3 separate regions of the Mus musculus genome follow, and regions 2 and 3 are each linked to region 1. The links are chromatin contacts, called in public ChIA-PET and HiChIP or PLAC-seq maps. All regions are on one chromosome and are shown on one strand. The core of a region is the stretch at or near the end of the contact, and the rest is flanking DNA. Distances in the headings are between cores, read along the strand shown. Region 1 holds the start of Hyou1 (hypoxia up-regulated 1). Region 2 holds the start of Arcn1 (archain 1). Region 3 has its middle 26 kb from the start of BC049987.

The links. ChIA-PET counts read pairs in DNA pulled down with a chosen protein or histone mark. HiChIP or PLAC-seq counts read pairs in DNA pulled down with a chosen protein or histone mark.
Region 2: a contact with region 1 is called in an RNA polymerase II ChIA-PET map of memory CD8 T cells, with 72 read pairs. The contact joins the promoter of Arcn1 here to the promoter of Hyou1 in region 1. A contact is called at or near these places in 1 of 39 promoter capture datasets (pre-B cells), 3 of 115 datasets of contacts at active chromatin or transcription factors (bone marrow-derived macrophages, effector CD8 T cells and memory CD8 T cells) and 2 of 9 other capture datasets (adipose tissue and liver).
Region 3: a contact with region 1 is called in an H3K4me3 HiChIP or PLAC-seq map of bone marrow-derived macrophages, with 2.9 times the contacts expected there. The contact joins the enhancer-like site here to the promoter of Hyou1 in region 1. A contact is called at or near these places in 9 of 39 promoter capture datasets (the 3T3-L1 cell line, 3T3-L1-derived adipocytes, the HPC-7 cell line and 5 more), 2 of 484 Hi-C or Micro-C datasets (differentiating embryonic stem cells and embryonic stem cells), 2 of 115 datasets of contacts at active chromatin or transcription factors (bone marrow-derived macrophages and effector CD8 T cells) and 3 of 9 other capture datasets (adipose tissue, liver and pancreatic islet).

Annotation. Positions count from the first base shown.
Region 1 is chr9:44,377,350-44,381,795 of GRCm38.p6, reverse strand. It overlaps Hyou1 (hypoxia up-regulated 1), which reads right to left and starts at 2,306. Exons shown (of 26, transcript NM_021395.4): 1 at 2,201-2,306; 2 at 1,186-1,283; 3 at 887-980; 4 at 664-742; 5 at 388-542; 6 at 206-282. The coding sequence starts at 1,276.
Region 2 is chr9:44,765,942-44,770,387 of GRCm38.p6, reverse strand. It overlaps Arcn1 (archain 1), which reads left to right and starts at 2,580. Exons shown (of 10, transcript NM_145985.4): 1 at 2,580-2,718. The coding sequence starts at 2,716.
Region 3 is chr9:44,643,917-44,648,362 of GRCm38.p6, reverse strand. No RefSeq gene overlaps it. Among named protein-coding and RNA genes, the nearest start is that of BC049987, 26 kb to the left of the region's middle. Within about 2 kb of position 1,767, at least 107 of the 459 cell types and tissues checked have an H3K27ac peak or open chromatin away from gene starts, as enhancers often do. A contact at or near this core is called in bone marrow-derived macrophages, differentiating embryonic stem cells, effector CD8 T cells and 1 more, where this site is marked.

The sequences.
Region 1 (4,446 bases), core at 1,057-3,556:
AGGATGTCCAACACAGTACCACTGACTCTTACCGGGCCTCCCTATCCTCTACATACTAGATGCCAGGAGCCCGTCCCGAGCTTGTGACAACCAAACATGTCTTCCGGTATGGTCCAATTTTCAATAAGAAATCAAAGAGGCTCTGCTTGCTATTCACTGTACATTTGGGAAGTCCCACTGCCACCAGCACCACCTTGATGCTCACCAGCAAAATCTTCAGCCAAGGAACGGGAGTAGTTCAGAACCATGCCCAGTACCTCCTCGGGAGAGAACTGCAGCTGCCTGAGGGGAGGAGGAGGAGGTGAGGTCCAGGAAGGCAAACACCAAGCCCAATAACCACGGACACATGCGCCAACAAGGGGCTTCCTTCCCACTCTGGACACTCACGGACTGATCTGGAAGCGCACAGTCTGCCTCTGTGGGTCAACAATTAGCTCATGTTCTGGGAAACGGGACCGGTAAAGGGCCACATGAGGGTTATCCGCCTGTTTTCCAAGGAGGTGCTGGAAATAACGGAGCGTAGCCTTTGGGTTCTTGATGGCCTGAAAGGAGGAGACCCAGCCAATTCTTAGGCCCAAACCTACCTTACCTTGCCTCTACTTCATCCAGCTAGATAAAAGGCTAGCCTCTGAGGGAACGAATCTGGCTAGGGCTGTTACTCACCATGCCGGCTGCACTATCACCTAAAAACCTTTCATTTTCTTTCAAGGTCACAGTCACTGGAGTTTTCCTCCGAGATTCCCTAAGAAAAAGCAGCATTAGCCCAGCTGCCTGCAGCAGACTATGAAGCCAGACGCCACCAGATCTCATACGGGGGCTCAGCCATCACAGTCTGAAGTGGGCACTATAAATTATAAACACACCCCTGACCCAGATCTACTCTTACTTGTTCAATACAATCTCCATGGGCACTCCAGGCTTGACAATGGCCACCTTCATGGATTCACTGCCCAGGTCTACAGACATCACAGCCAATGTGTCTGAAGGGAAGACAGAATGTAGGTTTCTCTGTCAGTTCTCTGCTTCCCACACCCTCCTGCCTTCCTAAGGCAAATCAATGGAAGCAGCCTGCTTTCCATGGCAAAGACAAAGAAAAAGGCTAGATCCAGCAACCCCAAACTCGAGTAGGCACCTTGTGCCCTCTTATCCTTCCATTCTTCTTTAACACCTTAGCCAGGTACATACCGCTCAGTGCCAACAGGTCTGCCAAGAGGACAGCCACCAAGGCCCAACAGAGTAGCCTCCTTGGCCTCTGCCTTCTTACTGTGGCTGCCATTGTGACCCTAATGGGAAAGGAAAAACACTTGTAACTGGATGCTGAATGAAGAAGGAAACAGAACCACATCCCAGAACAGACAAGCTCAAAGATTCTTATCTGTTGCACTTTGGCAAAAAAGCACAGCAGCTCGACCTCTTCTCTTCCTTCCTGAGGAGTTTCAATCATTTTAAACATCCTCCCAAGTGTCTCACATTCGGGCCGAAGCAAAAGGGCCCTCCACCACTTACTTAGACAAATAAGAGTTGACCTTTTTTCGGTCTACGTACAGGTAAGCAATCGGCACACCACAGCACTGTACCTGTCAGACACCTGGAGCTTGGCCAGGACCCTCGAAATCGGCTCAAATACCTCACACCTGGGGTTCCCGGGTGGCCGGGAAAGCCAGGTTGAGCTTGGGCAGGAACTGGAAGGTGATGACGTTGGGGATGGCTGGCACAGAAGGGTTTGTCCCCTTCTCTGAATTCCCTGAGCATTGTCCAGCCCACCCTCCTTGCCCATCCCACTCCTGGGCCACGCTGCCTACGCAGACGTTGTGCAGGCTAAGGTTACAAGCCGGGTGGATGTTCACCTAAACCTCACCTGACGAAGGTGGAAGATCCCACTCCCAGAAATGGATTCAGGCCCACCCTGAGCGCGAGGGGGCAGCTCAGCGCCTGAACTTCAGGACCGAAGGGACCGGTGTCCGTGCGGCCCTCGCTCCGGCTACCGGCCCGCCCCCGAAGCTAGCACGCTGCCTCCCCTAGGAGCCGCGGCCCGACGGCTGCTCCATCCTCACCCCCGCTCCCTCTGGCCTTCAGCTCCTGTGTCCTTCGCTCCGGGATCAAGGCGGCGAGGACGTACCCACACGGCCAGCAGCACGACCCCAACCCCGGGCCCTTCACAACTCCCCTTCGTTTGCAAACTGTTACAGTGGCCACCAACCTCTCAGCGGCGTCTCGCGCACCAGCCGGCCCCGGACGCGGCGCACGCTCATTGGCGCCCCTGCCGCTCGGCCCTGCGCCGCGCACTTAGCACCGCCCACGAGACCCGGCGCGAGACCCCATTGGTCCACGTAGAAGACCCGCCCCTCTGCGGCCCCGCCCCTCGAGGACGCAGCTGGGCCTGAGTACCGGTTGGGACGAAACTGCCAGAGCTGGCTGCGGATTGGGCCACGTCACGGTTCGCGGCCGGGTTACTCCTCGCGGGACTTCTGCCAGCATCGGTGCCGGACGCTTCGATGCGGAACCCTAGCGGAACCCCGCGTGGGAGCAGGTGCTCTCGTGGATTGCGAAGTCCTTGGCCTTCTTCCGGTTACCTGGGGCATCCGCGCGACGGAATCATACTGAGCTGCATTCGCTGCGGCGACGCGGAAGAGGCGCATGCGTGTGCCCTGGACTTGGGCAAGATAACAGGGGACCACTCCAACTTTATGGGTTCATTGAAAAACCTAAGCCACAAGAATGATGTTCGCTGATGGGCCGGAGATAAACCGTGTTTGTGACGGATTGGCTTTAACTCTGAACCCCAATAGTACGAGAGACGATATTGCAAACTAAAAAATAAGACTTTAATTGGCTTGACCTTTGGTACCGTCATTGTTTCTTCTTAGGAATGGTTCAGGGCTGGGAAAATAGCTCAGAGATACAGCTCTTGTCTGGCGTAGTTAAGGCTCTGGATTCCATCAACAACACCGTTCAAAAATTAAGAAAAGAAATGAGTATTCGGGCTGGTGAAATGGCTCAGTGGGTAAGAGCACTGACTGCTCTTCCAAAGGTACGGAGTTCAATTCCCAGCAATCACATGGTGGGTGGCTCACAACCACCCATAATGAGATATGATGCCCTCCCTCTTCTAGTGTGTCTAAAGACAGTGTACTTACATATAATAATAAATAAATCTTTTTTTAAAAAATGAGTATTCATGTGATGTAAAGATTAGGAACGGACTGGTGGTGGTGGCCTTAATCTTAGCACTTGGGAGGCAGAGGCAAGCAGATCTCTACCTGCTTGAGGCCATCCTGGTCTACGGAGCAAGTTCCACAACAAACAACCAAGGCTACCCAGAGAAACTCTGTCTCAAAAACGAAACCAACCAAACACACACACTGCTACCCAGAGAAAAGATTTATAAATAAAAGTAAGTCCCCTGACACAACCTCCCACTCTTATCTGTAGCATGATATGTAACTTCCTGCTCATTATGATACACATATCTCTTTCTAGAAAAGTAACATTTTTCGAACAATAACAAAAAAAGCAATTATTTGCTATTTTTCAACTAAGAATTTTCTGTGTCAGTGGGATTTCCCTCGTTACTACTGTACAACATTGTGTACAACAGTGCATAATGTGGGCTTTATCTGCCAGTGATAGATGTGTAAGTTGTCGATTCTGTTGAGTTTCGCTTTTTTCATTTTGTGTGTGCTGTACACACATATGGCATTTGTGTTTGTGTGTGTGTGCTGAGTCCAGAAAAGAACATTAGATGTCCTGCTCTATCAATTTCTGCCTTATTTATTTTTTTAGACAGGGTCTCTCATGAAACATGGAGCTAGGCTGGTGCCCACCAAGCCCCAGTGAGTTTCCCTACTCCAACCTCAACAGCACTGTGATTACAAGTGCATAGGGCCTTTTAAAATGCGAATATTTTCCTCTGAACTCAGGTACTCAGGCTTGTGCAGGACACCCAACATCTCTCTAGTGCACTCCCCTTTTCTCTCCCTCTCTCCCTCTCACTTCCCCTCCTCCTTTCCCCCCTCTCCTGTTCCTTTTTTAAAAATATTTTTTTATTCATTCATTCATTTATATGAGTACACTGTAGCTGCCTTCAGACACACCAGAAGAGGTCATCAGATGGTTGTGAGCCACCATGTGGTTGCTGGGAATTGAACTCAGGACCTCTGGAACGAGCAGTCAGGGCTCTTAACCACTGAGCCATCTCTCCAGCCCCTCCTGTTCCTTTAAGTCGTTAGTTGTTGTATTGTTTTTCTTTGGTGTTTCTCTGTGTAGCTCTGGCTGTCTTGGAATTTTCTCTGTAGACCAGGCTGGCCTTAAATTCAAAGATCTGCCTGCCTCTGCCTCTGGAATGCTGGGACTAAAGATGCATGTCACCATGTCCAGCTGTGTTTTTTTTTTTTTTTTAATTCTTTAAATTATTTATTTATTATATGTAAATACACTGTAGTTGTC
Region 2 (4,446 bases), core at 1,331-3,830, 390 kb before region 1:
GTCGTGCACCACCACTGCCCGGCTAATTTTTATTTTATTTTCTGTTAGTGTTTTTCTAATTCCTAAAAAATATTGGGGCTGGAGAGATGACTCAGCAGATAAGAATACAACCATCTGTAAATGGGATCTGATGCTCTCTCTGGCATGTCTGAAGACAATGATAGTGTACTTACATACCTAAAATAAATAAATAGTTTTATAAAAAGATTTTATTTACTTTTATATGTATGGGTATTTTACCTGCAAGTATGTTTATGCATCATCTACAAGCCTGGTACCCTCAGAGTCACAAAGAGGGTGTCCGATCTCTTGGAATCGGAATTATAGATGGTTGTGAGCTGCCACGTAGGTGTTAGAAATTGAACCTTAGTCCTCTGGAACAGCAGAGGGTCCTTGTAAATCCCTAAGTCTATCTCTTCAGCCCAGACTTTAAACTCGAGTTTCCTGCCTCTGCCTCCCAAGTGCTGAGATCAAACATGTGTCACCAGAGCTGGCTTTTGTCCCTGATGGGTATGTGGCACATGCCTTTAATCTCAGCACTTGGGAGGCAGAGGCATGTAGATCTCTAAGTTCAATGCCAGCCTGGTTTATAGAGCAAATTCCAAGACAGCCAGGATTACACAGACTAACCCTCTCCGGGGAGACCTTTCTTTTCCTTTTTAATGTACAGAATTTCTCCAGTTTCACCCAAGCTGTTGCAGATGGCTCACCTCAACGCTTCGTTGGGGTGTATACAGTATTTTCTTTATCCACTTGTCAGTTGGTGGACACAAGGTTTTCTATTTTGGGGCTACTAACTAGCACACACCTCTTTTGTGCTGCTTCAAGTTAAAAAGAGAATTGCCTCTAATCTTAACACTAAGGATGTAAAGGCAGACAGACCTCTGTGTGTTCGTGACCAGCCTCATCTACATAGTGAGTTCTAGGTCAGGCAGGTATAGGAAGTAAAACTGCCTCAAAAATATGTTTTGAGTAGAATTGCTATTTTTGGTTTTATCTTTGTGATGCTATGTCCATAATAACAAGTATAAATTGTTGAGCAGTTACTGTGGTGGAACACTTAGCTTATACAGTCTAATTTATTTTCTATTATCTAACTCTATAAATTTATGAAGTATGTGCTCCCACCAGTTTAAAGAGTAATAACAGGCTTAGAGAGGTGTAGTGAGTTAACTAACGACTAAGGCCTTGAGTACTGAAAAGAATTTAAGCACAGGTCGCGCTGATTCCTCGTTTGTTTTTACTTCTGTTATACAGCCTCTAAGGCGCGCCTGACCAAGGACACTTGTGAACATACATTTTCTTTTCTTTCTTTTTTGAGGCAGGAGAAAACCAAATCTGCAAGAGCAATATAGGATTTTAACTGCTGAGCTATCTCTCAGGACCCTAAAACAAACAAACAAACAAACAAACAAAAAACCCCAGCCCTTTGAAGTATACAGTTCAGGACTGGAGAGGGGGTTCAGCAGTCAAGAGTATCCGTTGCTGTTTCAAAAAGCCCCAGTTCGATTCCCAGCACCCATATCAGGCAGCGCCTGCATTCGCAGGCACATGTCTGAACACACATAGGATTTAAAAATAAAATAATTACATATTGAAGATAAACCGTACAGTTCAGTGGCTTTCAGGATATCTGCCTCTGGGTAATTCCATGGCACTTACATTCCAAACATAATGCACTAGCCGCTATGTCCTAGTCTTCTGGAACTCCGATAAATCACTTATAAGCTTTCTAATTTCACAGATATCCCTGGTTTAGTCATTGCAAACAAATAGTGGCCTTTGCATCTGTTTCTTTACACCTGTTTTCAAGGCTAATCTATGTTGTATGTGTCAGTATTTTATTAGTGCTTTGCTTCTCAAGACAGGGTTTCTCTGTGTAGCTCTCTCTGGCTATCCCAGACTTGTTTTGTAGACCAGGCTGGCTTCAAATTTACAGAGATCGTCCTGCCCCTGGCTCCCGAGTACTGGGATTAAAGGCGTGTGCCCGGCTGGACAATTTTTGGTCTTCCTCCTCAGTTTCCTAATTTACCTGGAATTGATTACAGGTGAGGGGACACCATGCCGGCTTTATTACGGGAGTTCTAGACGTTATGTATTCAGGATACTAGTTCCTCATGGTCACAGATTATTTTATATATTCCATTGAGTGTTTTTACGAACTTTAAGAAGCAGCACCAAGGGCTGGTGAGATGGCTCAGTGGGTAAGAGCACCCGACTGCTCTTCCGAAGGTCCGGAGTTCAAATCCCAGCAACCACATGGTGGCTCACAACCATCCGTAACGAGATCTGACTCCCTCTTCTGGAGTGTCTGAAGACAGCTACAGTGTACTTACATATAATAATAAATAAATCTTTAAAAAAAAAAAAAAAAAAAAAAAAAAAAGAAGCAGCACCAAATAAACGCAGGCGAAGAGAAAGAAAGGACAGAGGAATGACGCTCCACAATTCTAGCCAAACCTGCAAATCCTGGGCTAACAGGGGTCTGAGTTTCCTGGCTTCGGAGCTTACTGGCCCCGCCCCCCGCCCTTTGACCCGCGCCGTTTCCGGTTGGAGACGTGGCTTGGGGCCGCCATCTTGGCAAGAGGCGAAGCGGCGGAGGCTCCTGTCAGGGGCGGCAGGTCCGGAGCGGCCAGAGCTCCGCGTCTCTGGGCAGCAGCCCGAGTCCCCGCAGAGCCAGAGCGCGGCGCAGCGCGCCCCACCTGCGGCCTCACCATGGTAAGCGCCGAGCCGGGTTCCCTCGCCACGTCCTCGCCGGCTGGGCCGGGACCGCAGGAGCCGCGCCCGGAGCCCTGCTGTCGGCCCAGGCTTGGCACGGCCTCCCGGAGTCCTAGAGCGAAAGCTGCCGCGCCCACCTAGCCTCCGCCGGCAGCGCCGCCACGTCCGCCCGCCCGCCACTCGGGCTGGTGGTTGTCGCGCGGGTCTTCCGTCCTCAGGTCCCGCCGGTTCCCTGCGAGCTCCGGAACCGCAGGGCTGGAGGCTGGGCCTGTCCGCCGCTTTTCGTCCTCTTGTCACCACGCCTCAAAGCTTTTCTTCTCCCTCCTCCACCTCTTAATTGAAAGGGGGAAGTAGAGGCAGTGCGGAAATGGTAACTTCGGGCGCCCGTTTGAGGGACCCCGGTGTCCCCGTAGCTACCCTGTGCTAGGGTAGCGCGTACGTGTCTTTGGCAGCGAGGCTGGTGCAGAGTGTATATAGAACGTAGAGAAACGGAGTGACAGCACAGGGTTTCTGTCTTTAAGGGACCGACCGTTTTGGTGGAGTGACAGGAGTGTGGCTTACTGTAATCACAGCTGTTATGTGGAATAGGAGAGGTGGGCTGTGCTTGGGGACTCTGATGCCAGCGGAGCTTATTTCTCTATGAACTCATCTGTTACCAAGATAGGAGAGGTTATTTGTAGGTGAGGGTAGGAGAAAGCAGAATTAACTCCACCAGATCCTCCTTAATCGACTGAAATCTGAATATTCGGGAATAAGAGGAGATCCTTAGATCTAGTAACTTTTGAAGAATTTTTAAAGGTGCTTTGAAAGCATACCTAAGTAACATGACTGACTCTCTTGGTACTTGTCCTATTAAGTTCTACTAACAACTCTTTTGATAAGAATTTGGTTAGAGGAGAAATTCATGTTTGGTCTTTAAACCACAGAAAGTTTCTTTTCCAGCCTCAGGTGTATAAAATTTACATCAAGTAGGCTTGCCTCCCAAAATTTGGTATTAGACATAAAATTTCCAAAACCTCATATACCGACCCTGAGCCCCAATTCCATGAGTTGATGTTGTTGTTGTTATTGTGTATGTTTTTTCTTTTATATTTTAAGATGTTTTTATTTTATGTATATGAAGTTGTGTGTCTGTGCAATACCTGAAGATGGTATTGGATTCCCTAGAACTATAGTTATGGACACTTATCAGCCTCCCTGTGGTACAGGGATTCTAACCTACGTCCTATGCAAGAACAAGAAGTACTCTTAACTGCTGAGCCATACCTCTAGCCTCCATTTTTTTTAGTTTTAGAGAAAAGGTTTCTCACTATGCTGACCTGGCTGTTCTGAAACTCATTCTATTGACCAGGCTTCCCATCACTAGAATTAAAGGTGTGCACCTACTCTTTTACGTTTTAGGGAGTGTTCATAGTTTATGTTAGAGTGTGTAATTTTAAAACTAACATTAGAACCTTATGGAAACAAAAGTCCAGATAACCTTTACCAAAATCTAGTTTGTTAAAATGTTCTTGGAACTTTTAATATTTTAAATTCGTTGATAATGGAGGAATATGTCAGACTTGGTGGTACATGTCTTTAATTCCAGCACTAGGGAGGCAGAGGCAGGCAGATATTTGAGTTTAAGGCCACCTTGGTCTACAGATTGAATTCCAAGACAGCCAGGGGTACACAGGGAAACCCTGTCTCAAAACAAAATGAAAGATTGTTGTGAAACAGTAAAGCTCT
Region 3 (4,446 bases), core at 518-3,017, 270 kb before region 1:
CAACACCTCTGGAAGACCAGTCAGTGCTCTTAACCACTGAGCCATCTCTCCAGCCTTTTTTGTTTGTTTGTTTGTTTTGTTTAAGTCTTTTTTTTTTTTTTTGGTCTTTTTTTGGTTTTTCAAGACAGGGTTTCTCTGTGTAGCCCAGGCTGTCCTGGAACTCACTTTGTAGACCAGGCTGGCCTCGAACTCAAAAATCCGCCTGCCTCTGCCTCCCAAGTGCTGGGATTAAAGGCGTTTTGTTTAAGTCTTATTTTTAAGTGTGTCTGTGTGTGGATGAGCCCGTGTGGGTCAGAGGCACTGGGCTCCCTGAAGCTGGGCTTACAGGCTGTTGTGAGGGCCTGACATGAGTGCTGGGAACTCAGGTCCTCAGAAGAGCAGTACAGACTCTCTAGAGCCATGGTTTTGCTTTTTTTTTTTTTTTTCTGGGATAAGTTCTCATAGCGCAAGCCGGTGAAGAACTAAGTGTCCCAGGTTGGCTCCAACTCACGGCCATCCTCCTGCTTTAGTCTCTTGTGCTGCACAGTCTCTTTAACCCACTAATGTCCTAGGCTCCTGTCAAATGAGATGAACACACTTCCTCCCTATTTAAGTCACTGTTTCTCAGATTTCTGTCCTGTCTGCGGCTGAGTGGCATCTTTAATGGCACCCTCTGCAGAGTGGTCCTTGTTGATCTCTAAGTTTGGGGTCAGCCTGGTCTATAGAGTAAGTTCTAGGACAAGTGAGGACTACACAGAGAAACCCTGTCTTGAAAAACAACAAACAAACAAACAAGCATAAAACAAATAAACAAAAACAAAAGAAAAAACCACAACCCCCTCCCCCCAAGCCCCACTTCCCATTAGGACCCATATGTCCATAACATTTCCAGCCAGGTGACAAGGTCTTGTCCTCTGTCTCTTTCTGTGCATGTAGGAGTGCGTGTATCAGAAGCCAGAAGTCAGCGTGAAAACTCTTTCTCAATTGCTCTCCATTTTGGTGTCTGAGGAAGGTATTCCTACAGATCCCAGAGCTCACCGACTTGACTACACTGGCGGACTAGAAATTCCCAGGGATGCTCCTGCCTCTGCCTCCTCGGCACTGCCACCACCGGCGGGGTGCTGGAGATCCAAACTTAGGTCCTGCAGCTTGTGAGGCAGGCACTCTGGGGTCTGTGCCATCACCGCAGCCCCATTTGGAGCTGTTCCGTATTCATGCCTGCCTCATCTGTGGCCAGCTGAGGCTACAGGAAGAGTTAAAAGTGCTCAGCCCTAAAAACATACAGACAAGTAGCATTCTACAAGCTGAACAGGTTGTATTTATGTATCTAAGTACACACACACACACACACACACACACACAGAGAGAGAGAGAGAGCAATAATTTATGCAAAAGAGAGGCAATGAGCCGGGCTTGGTGGAGCACGCCTTTAATCCCAGCACTCGGGAGGCAGAGGCAGGTGGATTTCTGAGTTCGAGGCCAGCCTGGTCTACAAAGAGAGTTCCAGGACAGCCAGGGCTATACAGAGAAACCTTGTCTCAAAAAACCAAACCAGAGAGAGAGGGAGAGAGAGAGAGAGAAAGAGAGAGAGAGAGAGAGAGAAGCAATGAATTTGAAATAAAGAAAGAAGGGGTGTGTATGGGAAGGCTTGGAGGGATGAAAGGAAGAAACGACACAGTGATATTATAGTCTCAAAAAATAAAAGAAATACTTTTTAAAGGCTGTGTTGTCTACATAGGCATGCCAGCAGCTGCTCCCCTGCTGGTGTAGAACAGCTACCTTCCTCACTCTTGCCTGTCAGGTGTGCCCCTGTCTCAGCCGCCTGCACTTCAAGGCCTTCTCAGGCAAGGAGCTCCTGGTTCTCTGGATGTTTGGTGATGCCACAATGACATGACTTCTTTGTCCCAGTCCTGGGGTGCTGAGGTGGTCAAGGTCATGACCCGTGACAAGATATCTATGGACAGCAAACTGTTAAACTGCCCCACGTGTCCTGCTCTGCCGTGCCCCGCTATATGTAGCCAACTAGAATGCCATTTGAAAACTAAAATCTCCCATCAGGCTGGGCGGTTTGGCCCCATTCGGCAGGAGGGGAAAGGGCCAGTGTGGCTGCAGGCTGGCCCTAAACATCAGCTTCCAGCCCGCGGAGCTGCAGGCTTCCGGTGCTGGGCGGGGCCAGAGCCGTGGGACCGCAGGCCTCGGTGGTGTGACTGATCCTCTGAACACTAATAGGAAGCCACACACCGTTCATTCTCCTAGAATAGCTACGCACCTGCAGATAAGCAGTTTCTGTTGTGGTGAGAAACAGCACAAGAGAGAGATGTAAAGGTAGGCCAGGGCCCAGCCGGTCCCGACCGTGACAATTCTTTTTTGTGGTGAAGTTTTTGTGGTCCTCACACCTCCTACTCACTTTCAATCAGTGCCACCTGCAAGCCATCGGCCACTCTGGCCACACAGACACCTATGCCGAGGGCCAGCCAAGCCTGTCCCCAGACCACTCAACTGAGATTGCTGAGGCCACTCTCACTGAGAGCCTAAGAGATAGGCCCTGGTTTGGCCTCATTTGGTCTCCATAAGTCCATTGCAGTCACTACGGTTTGTTGGGGTCTTAGTTTCCTCTTTTGCAAAGCAGGACTAATGGTAGCTCTCTTCAGAAGCTATTGTGAGACAGAAGGACTGCATGTGGCCAGCTGAGGGCGGTGCCTGTCCTGTTTATGGGTGGAGATGCTCCAGCTGGCCTCCTGCCCTATTGTGCAGCCTGTCCCTGTCGCGTGGCTGAGGAATACTCCACTGAAGCTTGAGAGAAAGTTTGACTAAGACGTGATCTATGTGCTGGCTAGTTTTATGTCAACTTGTTTCAAGCTGGGGTCATCAGGGAGGAGGGAGCCTCAGCTGAGACAATGACTCCATAAGATTGGGCTTAGATGACAATGTAGGGCATTGTCTTAATTAGTGATTAATGGGGGAGGGCCTAGCCCATTCTGGTTGGTTCCTGGTTCTATAAGAAAGCAGGCTGAGCAAGCCAGGAGGAGCAAGCCAGTAAGCAGCACCACTCCATCGCCTCTGCATCAGTTTCTGCCTCCAGGATCCTGTCCTGCTTGAGTTCCTGTCCTGACTTCCTTTGGTGATAAATGGTGAGGTATAAGGGTAAGCTGAATAAACCCTCTTCTCGCCAGGTTGCTTTGGTCATGGTGTTTCATGGCAGCAATGGTAACCCTGGGGTCCATTGCTAAGGTCCCTCTAGGACAGTGGCTCTTAGTCTTCCGAATGCTGCAGCCTTTCTTTCATTACTACTATAATCTTACTACTGTCATGAAATGTGATACAAACATCTGTGTTTTCTGATGGCCCTAGGCAACCCTGTGAAAGGGTTATTTGACCCCCGAAGGGTCTCGACCTCTAGGTTGAGAACTGTTGCTCTAGGAGGGCTTCCTCAGCCACCTCAGCACAGCTGCTCCCTTTGGACTTTCCTGCTTATGTGACCCCAGCCTGTGGCCTGAGACAAAAGAGGAGGGCTCACCTGGGAAGTGTCTTCACAGCACAGGTCAGATAAGCAAAGGGCCGCCTCAAAGCACTGGAACAGGACCGTGTCCTACAGGGCCTTGTCCTGGTCTGTGTGGTGCACTGCCTCCTAGCTCAGCCACTCACACGAGAACAAGACAGCGTGCAGGGAAGATGAAGATGCCTAGGGCCACAGCTCAGCAAGGGAAAGAGAGAGACCCAGAAGAGAGGAGGAAGAGGAGAGCAAGGGGAGAGGGAGAAGGAGATGGAGAAGGAGTAGTAAAGAGGGAGACAAGAAAGAATAGGAGGGGAGCAAAAGAAGACAGAACAAACAGGAAAAGCAGAGTCAGAGTTGGTCAGATGCAGCACTCATCTTAGCACTGGGGAGGCAGAGGCAGGCAGATCTCTGAGTTCAAGGTCAGCCTGCCTTATATAGTGATTTCTAGGACAGCTCAGGCTACATAAAGAGACCTTGCCCCCGGCTGGAGAAATGGCTCCATGGCCAAGAGCTTTGGCTGCTCCTCCAGAGGACTTAGGTCCAATTACTAGCACCCACGTGGCAGTTCACAACTGTCTACAACTCTAGTTACAGGTGATCCAACACCCTCATAGAGACATACATGCAGGCAAAACACCAATGCACATGAAATTGAAAATAAATAAAAGAAATAATTTTTAAAAAGAGACCCTGACTCAACAATAAAATAAAAAACAAACAAGAAAAGAAAATCTTGGAGTCTTGGAGGTGGGATAAGCGAACGTAGACAGGTTATCTCCAAAGCTTGGCATTCTTTTTTTTTTTTTTTTTTTTTTTTTTGATTTTCGAGACAGGGTTTCTCTGATTAGCCCTGGCTGTCCTGGAACTCACTTTGTAGACCAGGCTGGCCTCGAACTCAGAAATCTGCCTGTCTCTGCCTCCCGAGTGCTGGCATTAAAGGTGAGCGCCACCACACCCGGTGAAGCTTGGCA